Regions from separate parts of the Mus musculus genome. Here all the other regions are linked to region 4. Evidence: chromatin contacts called from public promoter capture Hi-C data. All regions are on one chromosome and are shown on one strand. Each heading gives the region's core, a stretch centred on a gene start, on an enhancer-like site or on the middle of the called end of the contact. The rest is flanking DNA. Distances are from core to core; before and after follow the strand shown.

What was found. Promoter capture Hi-C pulls out the DNA fragments that hold promoters and counts their contacts.
Region 1: a contact with region 4 is called in a promoter capture Hi-C map of hippocampal neurons, with 3 times the contacts expected there. The contact joins the enhancer-like site here to the promoter of Smn1 in region 4. A contact is called at or near these places in 3 of 39 promoter capture datasets (hippocampal neurons, liver and pre-B cells).
Region 2: a promoter capture Hi-C map of neural stem cells shows a contact between it and region 4. The contact joins the promoter of Ocln here to the promoter of Smn1 in region 4. A contact is called at or near these places in 5 of 39 promoter capture datasets (embryonic stem cells, hippocampal neurons, liver and 2 more), 4 of 115 datasets of contacts at active chromatin or transcription factors (embryonic stem cells, pancreatic cancer cells and stem cell-derived neural progenitor cells) and 1 of 9 other capture datasets (embryonic stem cells).
Region 3: a contact with region 4 is called in a promoter capture Hi-C map of hematopoietic stem and progenitor cells. The contact joins the enhancer-like site here to the promoter of Smn1 in region 4. A contact is called at or near these places in 8 of 39 promoter capture datasets (the C10 cell line, embryonic stem cells, hematopoietic stem and progenitor cells and 3 more), 1 of 484 Hi-C or Micro-C datasets (cerebellum) and 7 of 115 datasets of contacts at active chromatin or transcription factors (the 230-238 cell line, bone marrow-derived dendritic cells, bone marrow-derived macrophages and 2 more).

What each region holds. Positions count from the first base shown.
Region 1 is chr13:99,855,174-99,858,255 of GRCm38.p6, reverse strand. No RefSeq gene overlaps it. Among named protein-coding and RNA genes, the nearest start is that of Cartpt, 44 kb to the left of the region's middle. Within about 2 kb of position 1,650, at least 4 of the 459 cell types and tissues checked have an H3K27ac peak or open chromatin away from gene starts, as enhancers often do. A contact at or near this core is called in hippocampal neurons, where this site is marked.
Region 2 is chr13:100,551,144-100,554,416 of GRCm38.p6, reverse strand. It overlaps Ocln (occludin), which reads left to right and starts at 1,699. Exons shown (of 9, transcript NM_001360536.1): 1 at 1,699-1,853.
Region 3 is chr13:100,574,461-100,577,665 of GRCm38.p6, reverse strand. No RefSeq gene overlaps it. Among named protein-coding and RNA genes, the nearest start is that of Ocln, 23 kb to the right of the region's middle. Within about 2 kb of position 1,550, at least 77 of the 459 cell types and tissues checked have an H3K27ac peak or open chromatin away from gene starts, as enhancers often do. A contact at or near this core is called in the 230-238 cell line, bone marrow-derived macrophages, hematopoietic stem and progenitor cells and 1 more, where this site is marked.
Region 4 is chr13:100,123,301-100,126,255 of GRCm38.p6, reverse strand. It overlaps Smn1 (survival motor neuron 1), which reads right to left and starts at 1,401. Exons shown (of 9, transcript NM_011420.2): 1 at 1,291-1,401. The coding sequence starts at 1,362.

The DNA of each region.
Region 1 (3,082 bases), core at 401-2,900, 270 kb after region 4:
ACTTTTAGATAGCTGAATACTATTCTTCTGTATGGATATAGCACATTTCCCGTATTTGTTCATCCACTGATTGACACCTAAGTTGACTGCCATTATCTTCGCTGTGGTGCAATAGACCTGGGCATGATAATGTCTCTGCAGCACACTGATGTCATTTCCTTTGGCTCAGTTCCCAGAAGTCAGATTGTTGGATCATACCCTAGTTCTATTTTTAGTTTTCAGGAACCTGATTTTCCATAATGACTGTGCTGATTAACATGTCTACTAACAGTGTCCAAGGGGTCTCTTTTCCTTTCATCTGCTTGGTAACAGCCACTCTAATGGATTTGCATTTTCATGATGATTAGTCAAGCTGGGGAGGTTTATACATCCCTCTGGATCCTGTGTGTTGTTTTCTTTTGGGAAACAACAACAACAACAACAAAACGGTGTCTGTTCAAGTCTTTTGACTGTTTTTTGCTGGAGTTGTTTTCTTTTTCCGCTGAGTTTTGTTTGGTGGTTTTGTTATTATCGGTGCATTTACTTCTAAGACTCTGATTTCTTTCGATGCATGGTCGTTGTAATCATTAAATGCTCACACTTCCTCTTCATTGTTGCTATCTTCCCATTGCTACCCTAATACCGACATGCTGGTGCGATGATCCGAGGAGATGGGATTTGGGAAGTCATTTGGTCATGGAGTGACTTCTTAAGAAGGTTGGCAACATAGAGGAAGCTGGCGGTGTCTCTTTCCATCGTGTGAGGATACAGGAGGTCAGCACTCAGATCAGAGACACCCTATCTAGAACTTGACCGTGTTGGCATTCGGTCTACCTCATGTTGTTTAAGAGTCATGCAGACTCATTATCATGTTGTAGCAGCCTGAACTAAAAATTCCTCAAGAACAAAACCCTCTGAGATCTGTTGCTTCTTACTGCCATCTTCCTTCCTGGCTCTGTGCAACCGGGAAAACAATTCTAGACCTTTTAAGTGCACATGGGTTCTGTAATGTATAAGCTCCACCTTCCTTGGATCTTCATAATGGCTGTAGCAGGTAGAGTAATGCAAATGGCTTAAAGGGTAAGGAAGGGCTTAGTTTTTTGGAATAAAACAGTGTCTGTTCAAGTCTTTTGACTGTTTTTGGTTTTTTTGTTTGCTTGTTTTTGTTTTGTTTTGTTTTTGCTGGAGTTTTGTTTGGTGGTTTTGTCATCCGTGCATTTACTTCTAAGACTCTGATTTCTTCCGATGCATGGTCAGACGGACAGACAGGCAGGCAGGCAGGCAGGCAGGCTGTGTGCTGGAATGTTCACTTACATCGTGGCCCCCGAGCTCTGCCTATGTTGAGAGTGAGGCTCAAGTCACGTTCTCCGACTACCTCAGGGCTTCTTACACCACTTTTCCTTCTTGTGATTCCTTTCTACCCAAGAAAAATTTACACGACCCCAAGTATGTAAACACATCAAAGTGAGCATAAACATAAAGCACTCACGGCTAATAAGTCATGAATAAATCACAATTTAAGACTATAGTCAATTTTTATACAATGAGATGGGTGCGTTTGTCTATTTTTGCATGAAGAATAAATCTTGGCTGAATAATTGATACAGAAGGGTTGGGAGCATCTTCATTTTTGAGAGCAGACTGATATTTTGATTTTATAGTCATCAATGCCAAGAATTCAGCTTTCCATAAATTTGTTCTTGCAAAATGTCAGAGGCGTTGTTATTACCCTAGACTTGGTAGGGACCTGGGAGAATGGAGCTGATAAATGAGGCAGACTAAAGTCTCATGCAGTAGCCAGCTTTATTCAGCGCATCAGACAGTTTATACTCAGGGTTGAGAAAGGTCACAGGAACAAGGTTTTCATAAGTTAAAGCTGTCACAGTCACAGGGACAAGCCACATGTGGCAAACATGTTTTTCCATGGAGACATATCAAGGATATGTTTAACATTTAATTGAATAACAGCACAGCAATATTAAGTAATCTGAAGGAGACTCGCTCATATCCGCTACACCGGGAGGAGCTTGAAACACATTCCAAGAACAACTCCATGTTTTGAAGAAACTGAGGTCACAGGACTCCTGTCTTTTGTCTCAGAGTGTTCTCATAAGCATTTAGAATTCTCATATGACCCCATTTCTGGGCCATGATTCAACCAAGGATGTTTAGGGATATTTCAGAAATTGAAATCCTATTTTAATCTCAAGCTGAAATTCACTTAATTACTTTTTAAAATGAAACTCAAATCATCAACTCAAAGAGAAAAAATTTTAAGAAACCAAATGTGTTAATACAGTACAACCAAAAATATACTAATTTATGCTTAAGTGTTGAGAAGTGGCAATAGGAAATACTGAAAGTCTTTTTGTTTTCTGCAACTAAACCTTTAAATTTCTCTAGGAGCAGGAAATTGTATATTCTCAGTAAAAACACCGACATTCATAACATACAGCAGTATTGGCTCTAAGCAGATGTGCTTGGAGTGCCATTGGCATTGTATGACAAGACTGATAGCACAGAGCAGAATTTATGTGTATGTGCAAAGGGTGTGGTCGAGTTGCTTGGCAAAGTATGGGGGAAACACCTCGTATTCAACATAAGTTTGTTTTTAAATTAATTTTGGTTGTTGAACTTTCTGAAACCATTTACAATTGCCAGTTCTTTTGAAACCTCATCACTCAGTTAGTACGTGACCCCCTCCCCCATCTGGTGGTGTGACCCATAGTTTAATAAGCTGGAACTTTAGAGCCTATGGCCTGGCCCATGTCACCTTGGCTCTCTTCTCCTTCCACTGTAGCATGTCCATTGGAAGCAACTTGGCGTACGTGTGTGTGGTTGCCCCAGTGGAATGTCTGAAGCGTCAGAGATAGCTGTCTTTGGCCATTTGATGCCTGGGAATATAAATGCTGGTGGATGGTTTACCCCTGGCAAGGCAGGACTATGGATAAAGCCTCGGCAGCTTTAAAGCTGTATTAAGGTGGTGTAGGCAGGGAATTCCAGGGCTGTGGAATCTTTTTCAATATGATCTAGAAGAGACCAGTGTGGGCATAATCTCTTGGTCTTGCAAGTTTTCTTTCTAGAGAGGGGCATGACCAAAAGA
Region 2 (3,273 bases), core at 450-2,949, 430 kb before region 4:
TAACAATGGTTATACAACCTTGCAACTGCAAAAAAAAATATTAAGCACACACTATATTTTAAATAACAATTTTTATCTTAAGTGTACAGGTAATTTGCTTGTATGTATTGTCTATGTACTACTTGTGTGCCTACTGCACAAGGAGGCTAGAAGGTGTCATACCCTCCAGAACTGGAGTTACGACGGTTTATTAGCTACCGTGTGGTGCTGGGAATTGAACAACTAGAGGAGAAGCCCGTAGAAGAGTAGCTACTGTGTCTAACCACTGAGCCGTCTCTCCAGGCCCCAGGAATACACTTGGCAAGGTATATGAACTAAGGATGAAATCCTAAGGCTTCAAACATGGCAGGGAGGTGTTCTGGGGACAAGATGCATCCCCAGTCAATTTATATTTATTTTTAAATAGGAAAAACACCACTATCACCACCACCACCACCTCCAAACCTATGAGATCCTCTTCAAAACAGAGCGAAATACTCAATAAGATAATAGTCAGGTGTTTACAAAAATGTTTCCTTGTGTAATTATAATCCGAGTTGGAACGTTTGGAAATATTAGCAATCCGGCAGCTAACATTAAGAGGATTAACCTGGCTTCCTTGGGGTGAATATCAATTTAATCTACATCAATCAAAAACTACAGTCACATTGAAATAATTATAGCGATGACTTCATGAAAGATTACTAATTAGATTAAGAATCTATTAAGGCTGTCATCATTTAAATTTTTACTTCCGGAAGTACTGAATTGTGCTTTAAGATTTAATGCAAAGGAGAACCACACCTGTAGCTACTTAAAGGCAGAAAGGAGCATGGGATTGGACTAAGATGTATTAGCAATGCAGACATTCAGGACTGGAACACAAAAGGAAGCAGGGCTTGCGAAATTTAACTATCTTCGGTGCAGATAGTTAACTAACAAGAACTAAAATCTCTATATCGTAGAGTAAAATGAATATGAAATACAACAAAATCGCACACACACGCACAAGTCTGTAACAACAGAGTTATAGACAGAGTAAAAAAATACAACCCTTAGCAACCAGATTGGTTTTGCTTGTTTTGTTTTGAGCCAAGAAAGAATACCGAAACGGCTTTAAATCCCTTTAGAGTAGCCTCAATCACACCGTAGTTACGTTTCGTGCATGCGTGGACAAGGACCCTGTGGCCTGGGGATTCCGTGTGACTCACACAGCTACAGTAATCTCTCTTCATTTTAACCACTCCAGACCAGAGGGTAGTCTTTTTCCGAATCCTCTGAATCGGAAGGTGCTAGTAATAAGCACTTCTGAAAAAAGTCCACTCTTTCGCTGGACCAAGCATCGGGTACTGTTTTCCACCAGACATTTAATCAAACCTGGCAGCAGAACACAGTAGGAAGAGAACTCAGACCTTCTCATCAGCCTCCAGGCGCCCTTGGACCCTCTCTGAGTAGCAGCACAACAGCTCCCTCCTGACCTCTGACTCTCCTCCCGGAACCAACACCCCACAGGGGCCCTGAAGCAGGCGTATCTCCGAGCACACCCAAAATGGTCTAGGATCACCCCATTGCCTCCACGATCTTGAGACCCTTCTCTCCGCACGCCCCCGCCCCTCTCCAGGCAACGTCGGTGCTGTTCCTTTAACTCGGCTTGCTCTGGGTGGTGAGCCCTGCCCGGTCCTCCCGCCTCCTTCTCCGTCGCTCCCTCCCCCTCCCATCGGAGTTTCAGGTGAATGGGTCACCGAGGGAGGAGGCTGGCCACGCCACACCTCGTCGCTAGTGCCCACCTCCCGGCCCCTCTTTCCTTAGGCGACAGCGGTGGAGTTGCGGGAGAGCGGTCCAGCGCACGGAGCAACCGGCTAGGGGCTCGGCAGGTGGGTCCCAGCGCACAGCCCCGGGCGGGTTCGGCCAGAAATTGGTGCGCATGCCCGGGGGTAGGGGGTGGGGGAAGCGGAGGACGGTCCTCCTGGCTCAGTTGAACTGTGGATTGGCAGCGCGGGCGGCGGCAGGTGCACCGGCCAGGTGAGCACCTTGGGATTCCGGCCGCCAAGGTGGGTGCGAGGCAGGTGCGGTGCCCGGGGTCCCCCAGGGTGACGCGCCGGGGCTGGGAGGCGAGGCGCGGGGAGGGCACGCGGAGCCAGTTTCGGTGGCAGTTTCGCCCTGGACTCGGCTCTCACGGAAACCAGAGAAGCGCGTGTGCCTGAGCGCAGCGCGGGAGGATCTGGGGGGCTCCCTTTCTCTCTCGGAGTCGCGGGCGAAACCTTGTCCACCAGAAATGCCCGAGCTACTTTCTACTTTTGCCGAGGCGGGAGCGTCGGGGGCGGATCCAGCGCTCAACTGGGCGCTGGAGATCTGTGGGTTACTCGGGGTCTCTAGTTAGGGCTGGTGCTGGGCGACGCAGGGCGATAAAGATCCCTGTGGCCCTTCTGGTTTCCGCTCTTTTGGGTAATTCATCCCAGGAGGGAGGCCGGGGGTCCTCTGCAGCGTCCCCAGAGTCGTGGAGTGTATTATTCTGGCTGTTTGGAACAGGGGGCGGTGCGTGCGTCCTTGTTGATTTCAGCTTTTGGTGTTCTTTTCGAGTGAGGCTGGATTTCGAGGGAAGCTGCTCACGCGGTGGATTCTCATCCGTGACCGCGGGCCGGGGACCTGCCCCGGGGCAGGGCCTGCTCTGCTGCCCTGCTCTGGCCTGGCGGCTCCCGAGCGCAAAGCTGCGGTGGGGCGCACGGTCTCGGGGACCCGCAGCCTGTATAGGCGGTCCACTTTGCAGACCTCCTGGGCAAAGTCGGCCCCGCGAGTCTAGCGGCGAGTGGCCTTGCATCAGAGGAAGTATGCGGGGACAAATGGGTGGGGACCAAAATGGCCTCTGCATCTTGGCGCTGGAACAACTCTGAGCCCCTTTCGACCCAGGTGGAGTAACCGGGGTTCCAGCGGGAGCGGAGGTATCCTCGGGCCTGCCCGGGGCTCACCGGGCAAACTGCCACTAGGGGAATTACCTGGGGCGGGGAGAAGGCAGCTTTCCAGGCAGGTTAGCAATGCGTGGCTTTCATATACAACAGGTGTGTTGTTGGGATCACCGGAAAAGAGGAATGCCTCTCAGTAATGCGCTTTCTGGTGACGCTTTCAGTGGTTCGTGCGTTGTTCAACTACATATCCCTGAGTATAACTGTAGTTCCTTTGCGCCGTATGTATAAATCTTAAATTTCCACTGTTGGTGGTTTTCTTTTCTTTTTTCGTTTGGATTTATCTTAGTTGTTAGTGCTTTCTTTGTTAGGCAATGGAATGGCGAGGTTGGCC
Region 3 (3,205 bases), core at 301-2,800, 450 kb before region 4:
AAGCAGAGTCCGCCCTCTCTCTTTCTAGCCTACTCTGGATGTCTCTTTCTGGTGCGATTATCTAAGTCCCTCTCAACACCAAGAGGAGCATGTAGAGGTTCCACAAGCACTTTTCCTGATGTGTACGCCTGGAGGCTAGAAGCCAGTTTGAGTCTGGGAGTGTGAAGTCACTCTGGGTAACACAGAGGGACCTCTTCTGAAAACAAAACGGAGGGCTGGAGAGATGGCTCTGTGGTTAAGAGCACTGGCTGCTCTTGTAGAGGACCTGGAATTGATTCCCAGCACTCATATGGTGGCTCACAACTGTCTGCAACTCCAGTTGTGGGGGATCCGACGCCAGCACACAGACACACGTGCAGGCAAAACCAATGCACATAAAATAAAAACAAATCAATCATTAAATCAAACGAAACTGGGGTGGGGCTTGAATCTCTGTCTTCCCTGAGCCTGTGTCTAGACTTTGAAACTGTTCTCCAGTGGCCAAGTTTTCAAACTCAAAGGCCAGGAATCCCAACCAAATAAAACACGCAGGCAGAAACACAGCCTCCTGCTTTCCCCTCTCAGGAACCCACACACTTACTTCATAATCTCCATTGTCCAATGTCCAGCTAGTGACCAGTCTTTCCTATTACCCATGTAGAGCTCAAGACCCTTGCCTTCAGACCTCCATGAGTTTATCCCATAACTTACCACCTCCTGGGGTATGGTTTAGATCTTAGATGTCTCCTAGCCTACTCTGGGATGTGTCTTTCTGGTGTGGTTATCTAAGTCCCTCTCAATACCAAGAGGGGTGTGCAGAGGTGCCACAAGCACATTTCCCTCTTAACCTGAAGAACCGAGGTGGCAGCGAAACACAGTGATGTGTGCACCTAGAGGCCAGCTTGAGTCATGTATTCAGGCCGTGGGAGTATGCCCCTGCAGGGGGTACTGGGACCTGAGCCCTGCTTTCTTTCATTTGTAGTGCTGGGGATGGAACTCAGGGCTCTCATGTTAGGTTTGTTTGTAGAGATAGGATCTTTCTTGTTTCCCAGGCTAGTCTCAAACTAGAAACCTATTTACCTCAGCTGTGATTACAGGTGTGTGCTGGTATGCTTTGCTCCTCCTTCTCCTTCTCTTCTCCCTCCTCCTCTTCCTCTTCCTCATCTTTGTCCTCCTCTCCCTCCTCCCTTTCCTCCTCCCCCTTCTCACCCATCCTTCTTTTTCCTTTCTGGTTGCTTTGAGGTAAGTAGCTTTGCACCGCACATGTTCCAAGTGTTAATCTCAACGTGTGAGAATAAGACCATTTTGAGCCAAGTTTGAAGCAAATTTTATGAAGTACTAGCCAGGCCAATGGACTCTGGCCAGGTCCATATCCAGGGTTCCTACCTTATGGCAATGAACCACTTTAGACAGGGATTTATAAAGGCAAGACCCATTTGGCTACATACTTCCTATCTTTGTCCAATCAGGAGCAAGCATACATCCTGACATACTTCCTGCCTGCATACCTCCTGTGACCTACACAAGCGTATCCTGTGTAGTTGGGGCAACCAAGCTTGTTTACAGAAGTGAAACCAGAAAGCTTCTTATCTTATCTTCCAGTATTTCAGGAAGTTATCTGTCCTTGGGCAAGGGTGACGTATAGGTTAGAGGCATTTTTGTTTTATAGATCTCCTGAGCACTGTAATCTAAACTTAAAACATAATGTCAGCCCTCACTTTAGCTATGCTTGCTCTTCTCACCTCAGGCCCCAAAACAACTGAGCTGAGCATTCACAGATTGAACGCTCTGGAAGCTACAACTAAAATGCATTGGTCCTCCTTTTAAAATGATTATCTCATGATGAGCAGTGCTGGCACACGCCTTTAATACTAGCACTTGAGAGGCAGAGGCAGCAGAGGCAGGCAGATCTTTCAGTCTGAGGCTAGCCTGGTCTACAGAGTGAGCCTGGGCAGTACTCTTGCGCTCGCGCGCGCGCGCGCGCACACACACACACACACACTTACATTGCAAATCCCAAAATAACAATAACAAATAAATAAATAATGATTATCTTAAAGGCTGGAGAGATGGCTCCGTGGTTAAGGGCACCAAGTGCCCTTTCCAGAGAAGGCAATCCCCTCTTCTGCCCTCTCCAGGTCCTAGGTATGCACACAGTGCACAGTTGTGCACTTGGACAAAACATATACACAATATAAGAGAAGTAAGTCTAAAAAAATTATCTCAGTCATTTTGTCACAGTGACAGAAAACTGTTGAACACTTACCCCGTGTAATGACACAATGCTACCATGGAAACAGACACAACAAAACCTAGTGGAAATCTCAGTAGTGTTTATAATCGGCTTGGTGCCTCCATTTTAAAACAAACTGAACCAACTAGTCCAGCCTGGCCCCAACCACCTGACACTTTTTTCTGCTAAGTCTCAACATATATATTTTACAAATGAAGATACTGAAGGGCCGGAATAATTACATACCATGTTCAAGGTCACAGATTCAGTGATCAGAAAGAATCCTGTAAGAGTTCTTTATCACTCAAAACATATTGTCTATTTTAGGGCTGGAGAGACAGCTTAGAGGTTAACCTGTTGCTCTCACGGAGGACCAGGGCTTGTTTTCCAGCACCTGTGTGGCAGCTCACAACTGCCTGGAACTCCAGGGAATGAACATCCTTTTCTGGCCTCCATGAGTACTGGGTATACATATGGTACTCATACATGCAATTGCTTACACATGCACTTAAAGTAAAAATAAACAGGGGCTGCGCATGGTGGTGCACACCTTTAGTCCCAGTGCTTGGAAGATAAAGGCAGGGTGATCTGAGTTCAAGGCTAGCCTAATCTACAGGGGTTCCAGGCTAGCCAGAGTTGCATTGTGAAACCTTGTCTTATAATAAAACAAAACCGCCAGGTGTGGTGGCGCACGCCTTTAATTCCAGCACTTGAGAGGCAGAGGCAGGTGGATTTCTGAGTTTGAGGCCAGTCTGGTCTACAGAGTGAGTTCCAGGACAGCCAGGGCTACACAGAGAAACCCTGTCTCGAAAAACAACAACAACAAAACCAAAACATAATAAAACAAAACCACCAAATATTTTATTGGTTTTTTGAGACAGGGTTTCTCTGTGTAGCCCTGGCTGTCCTGGAACTCACTCTGTAGACCAGGCTGGCCTCAAACTCAGAAATCCACCTGCCTCTGCTTCCCAAGTGCTGGGATCAAAAGGCATG
Region 4 (2,955 bases), core at 152-2,651:
ACAAACAAAAACAAAACCATGAACTACAAATTAAAATGGCTCATATCTATAATCTACAATCCCAATATCCCGGAGCTGGAGACAGTAGGGTTGCCAAGAGCTCCAGGCCAGTCTAGCATATTGAATTCCAGGCCAATTTAGGTTATGGAATGTGTCCCTGATTCAAATGGGGGCGGGAGGGGGGGCTGAGACGGGGCAATCTCCTTGAGTTTGATGCCAGCCTGGCTTACATGGAGAGTTCCAAGTCTCCTAAGGCTACCCTGTGAGACCTGTCTCAAAACAACAAAACAGCAACAAGAAAGAAGCTGCAATCAATAAGATTACCCCTGAGATTGTAAACATGACCCATCACCCTGGGCATGAAGAAGTTACCACGATGACAAATTAGCACAGGAACCTTGTGGTTTTAAGGAGAGAACCAGACCGCCAGGGCTCCCCTGAGGACAAAGGGCAAAGCTTTATTCAGAATAGGAATTGCTGGGCTGTCCCCCAAAGAAGGAAATGCAGCACTGCCCAAAGCTGCCCAGAATTCTCTTCTCCCACCCCAAGCCCCAAGCAGAAATCAGTTGCCATACCATAAGACGACCGAGGTCCTAATGTTTTAAACTTCGTTAGATGGAGTATGTTGTTTCCCAGGCTAGACTCAACTTCACATTCCTGCCTCAGGAGCTGGGACTGATCACATGCACAGTCCACCAACTTGGCTCTGATTTGCCCTCGTACTTACCAGTGTTTATCTTACTTCTACAGTCTCCCTGTAATTTAGGCTGGTCCGGAATTCACGCTGTAACCGAGGATCTTGAACTCCCGACCCTCCGGCCCCCATCTCCCAAGTGTTTGTGCATGTAATTATGCGTGCACCACCAACCCTGCCTCGGATCTGCTGTCGTATACATTTGAATGCAATGCAGTCAATAGCAACTTTCAACTACTCCGGGCAACTTTAGTTATCCCTCTCTCTCAAACTTTATCAACTGTTGTTTGCAACACTTGGTCTTTCCGGTTACAAAACTGGATCCAGAAAACCAGCATTTTAGTCTAAAGTCCCTGTGAACATCTTCATCCTGACCTAAATCTGGAGCTTTCCAATGGCTCCTATCTGGTTGCCTTGCTTCAGCCAGCCTGTCCCCGTTCCTGCACATCCCCTCACAGTCACACAGGACCAAAGCGTGGCTCACAGCCTCGCCGGCGCCCGAGCTGCACCAGGAGCCGCCTGCGGATGTGGCCCGAGCTCGCACCGCCTCGGTCTCGGGCAGCGCTCCGAGTGCTAGCGCCGAGCCGCGACCTCACCTGGCCGGTGCCACGCCGGAACAGCACCGTATCTTCCTGCTCGGAGCCCGCTCCGCCACTGCCCATCGCCATGGCCTGCTACCACGGACGCTGCCGGGCTCACTCAATGACGACTTCCGTCATGGGGCTTCTGGGACCGGAAGAGTACGGTGGCCCGGAGGCAGCCAGAGACCTCCTACACGCTTCCAACTCACTCCTCCCACATCTGTCTTTTCTCTTTCTCCCCTCCACCTGTCTTCTAGTTCTTTTTTTTTTTTTTAACCTTTCCCTCTGTTTTCTTCCAATTTATTTTCCTCCCTCCAGCCCTTTTCTTTTCATTTTTCAAGTCAGCCTCGCTATATAGCCTAGGCTGGCCTTTGCTACCTCAGCTTCCCGAGTTTGGGATGAACCTTCACAATAAGGGCATCCTGTGTTTGCTGGTTCTTGATGCACACACCAATTATTAGACGATGGGTTGGTATCGGGCCTTTTGCAGTGTTAGGTGTCTGTTTTGTAATGGGCCCAAGGTTGAGGTAAGGGGAGTCGACCATTTCCTTCATCTGGCATATCTGGTAAATTCCTGAGTCTGATTTTCCTGATAGAATTTCGATATCCCATGTGCCACCATAGTTTTGATTTATCCCAATAAATTTACAGATTGACTCAGGAATAAGCCACCTATCAGCCTGTAGAAAACAAACAAAAAACTAGATAAGTCCTGGCAGATGGTGCTATTTCTGGTGTACCCAGAGGTTTCAGTCACCTCCCTCAAGATGGAGTCAGAAGCTGCTTGTAGGGTGGAGTTTCCAGAGGCAAGCAGGTATGAGTTGGGGCCAGCCTGGTCTACATACGAAGTTCCAGGCCAGTCAGAGGTTTGCAGCGAGCCCCTGTCTCAAACTATGATGGACTCTCCCAGGGCAGGGCACAGCCTGGCAAAACCCACTGTTTTCTACAATTTAGGGGATCTTGGAATAGGGCATAGACAATAGGGCATCCCAAAAGCGCCCAGTGAGATTTGTGGGTTCTTGTGTTCCAGGATTTAACAAAATAAAATTGGACCAGGGGCACACTGATAGTGATGTGGGTGTAGATCGTTTGTTAAGAGAATGTTCCCAGCTGCGGACATGGACAGAGTATCTGGGAAACACATCCTACTGAGCTGGTAAAAGGCAGAGTGCCTTAGCTAAATTAGGGGATATTTACCCAACAGAACACTGAAACAATGTCTCAAAACCACAAAAACCTGCAATTTAAAAAAATGAGGAGGCGGTGACATCTTCGGCTCCAGAAAACCGGCCACCTTCCTGGCCAAAGCAACACAGCTTCTGGGAAAGATCCTGTTTTGGGCCTTCATCTTCAGCCAGGAGGAGGTCCAAACACCAGATAACTGTGCACCTTCCCTAAAAGAGGAGAGCTTGCCTGCAGAGACTGCTCTGACCACTGAAACTCAGAGGAGAGAGCTAGTCTCCCACGTCTGCTAGTAGAGGGTAACAAAATCAACAGAGGAACAATCTCTAAACAAAGACAACTATAACAACTAACTCCAGAGATAGCCAGATGGCGAAAGGTAAACGTAAGAATCCTACTAACAGGAACCAAGACCACTCACCATCATCAGAACCCAGCACTCCCACTTCGCCCAGTCCAGGGCATCCTAACACACCTGAAAAGGTAGACCTGGATTTA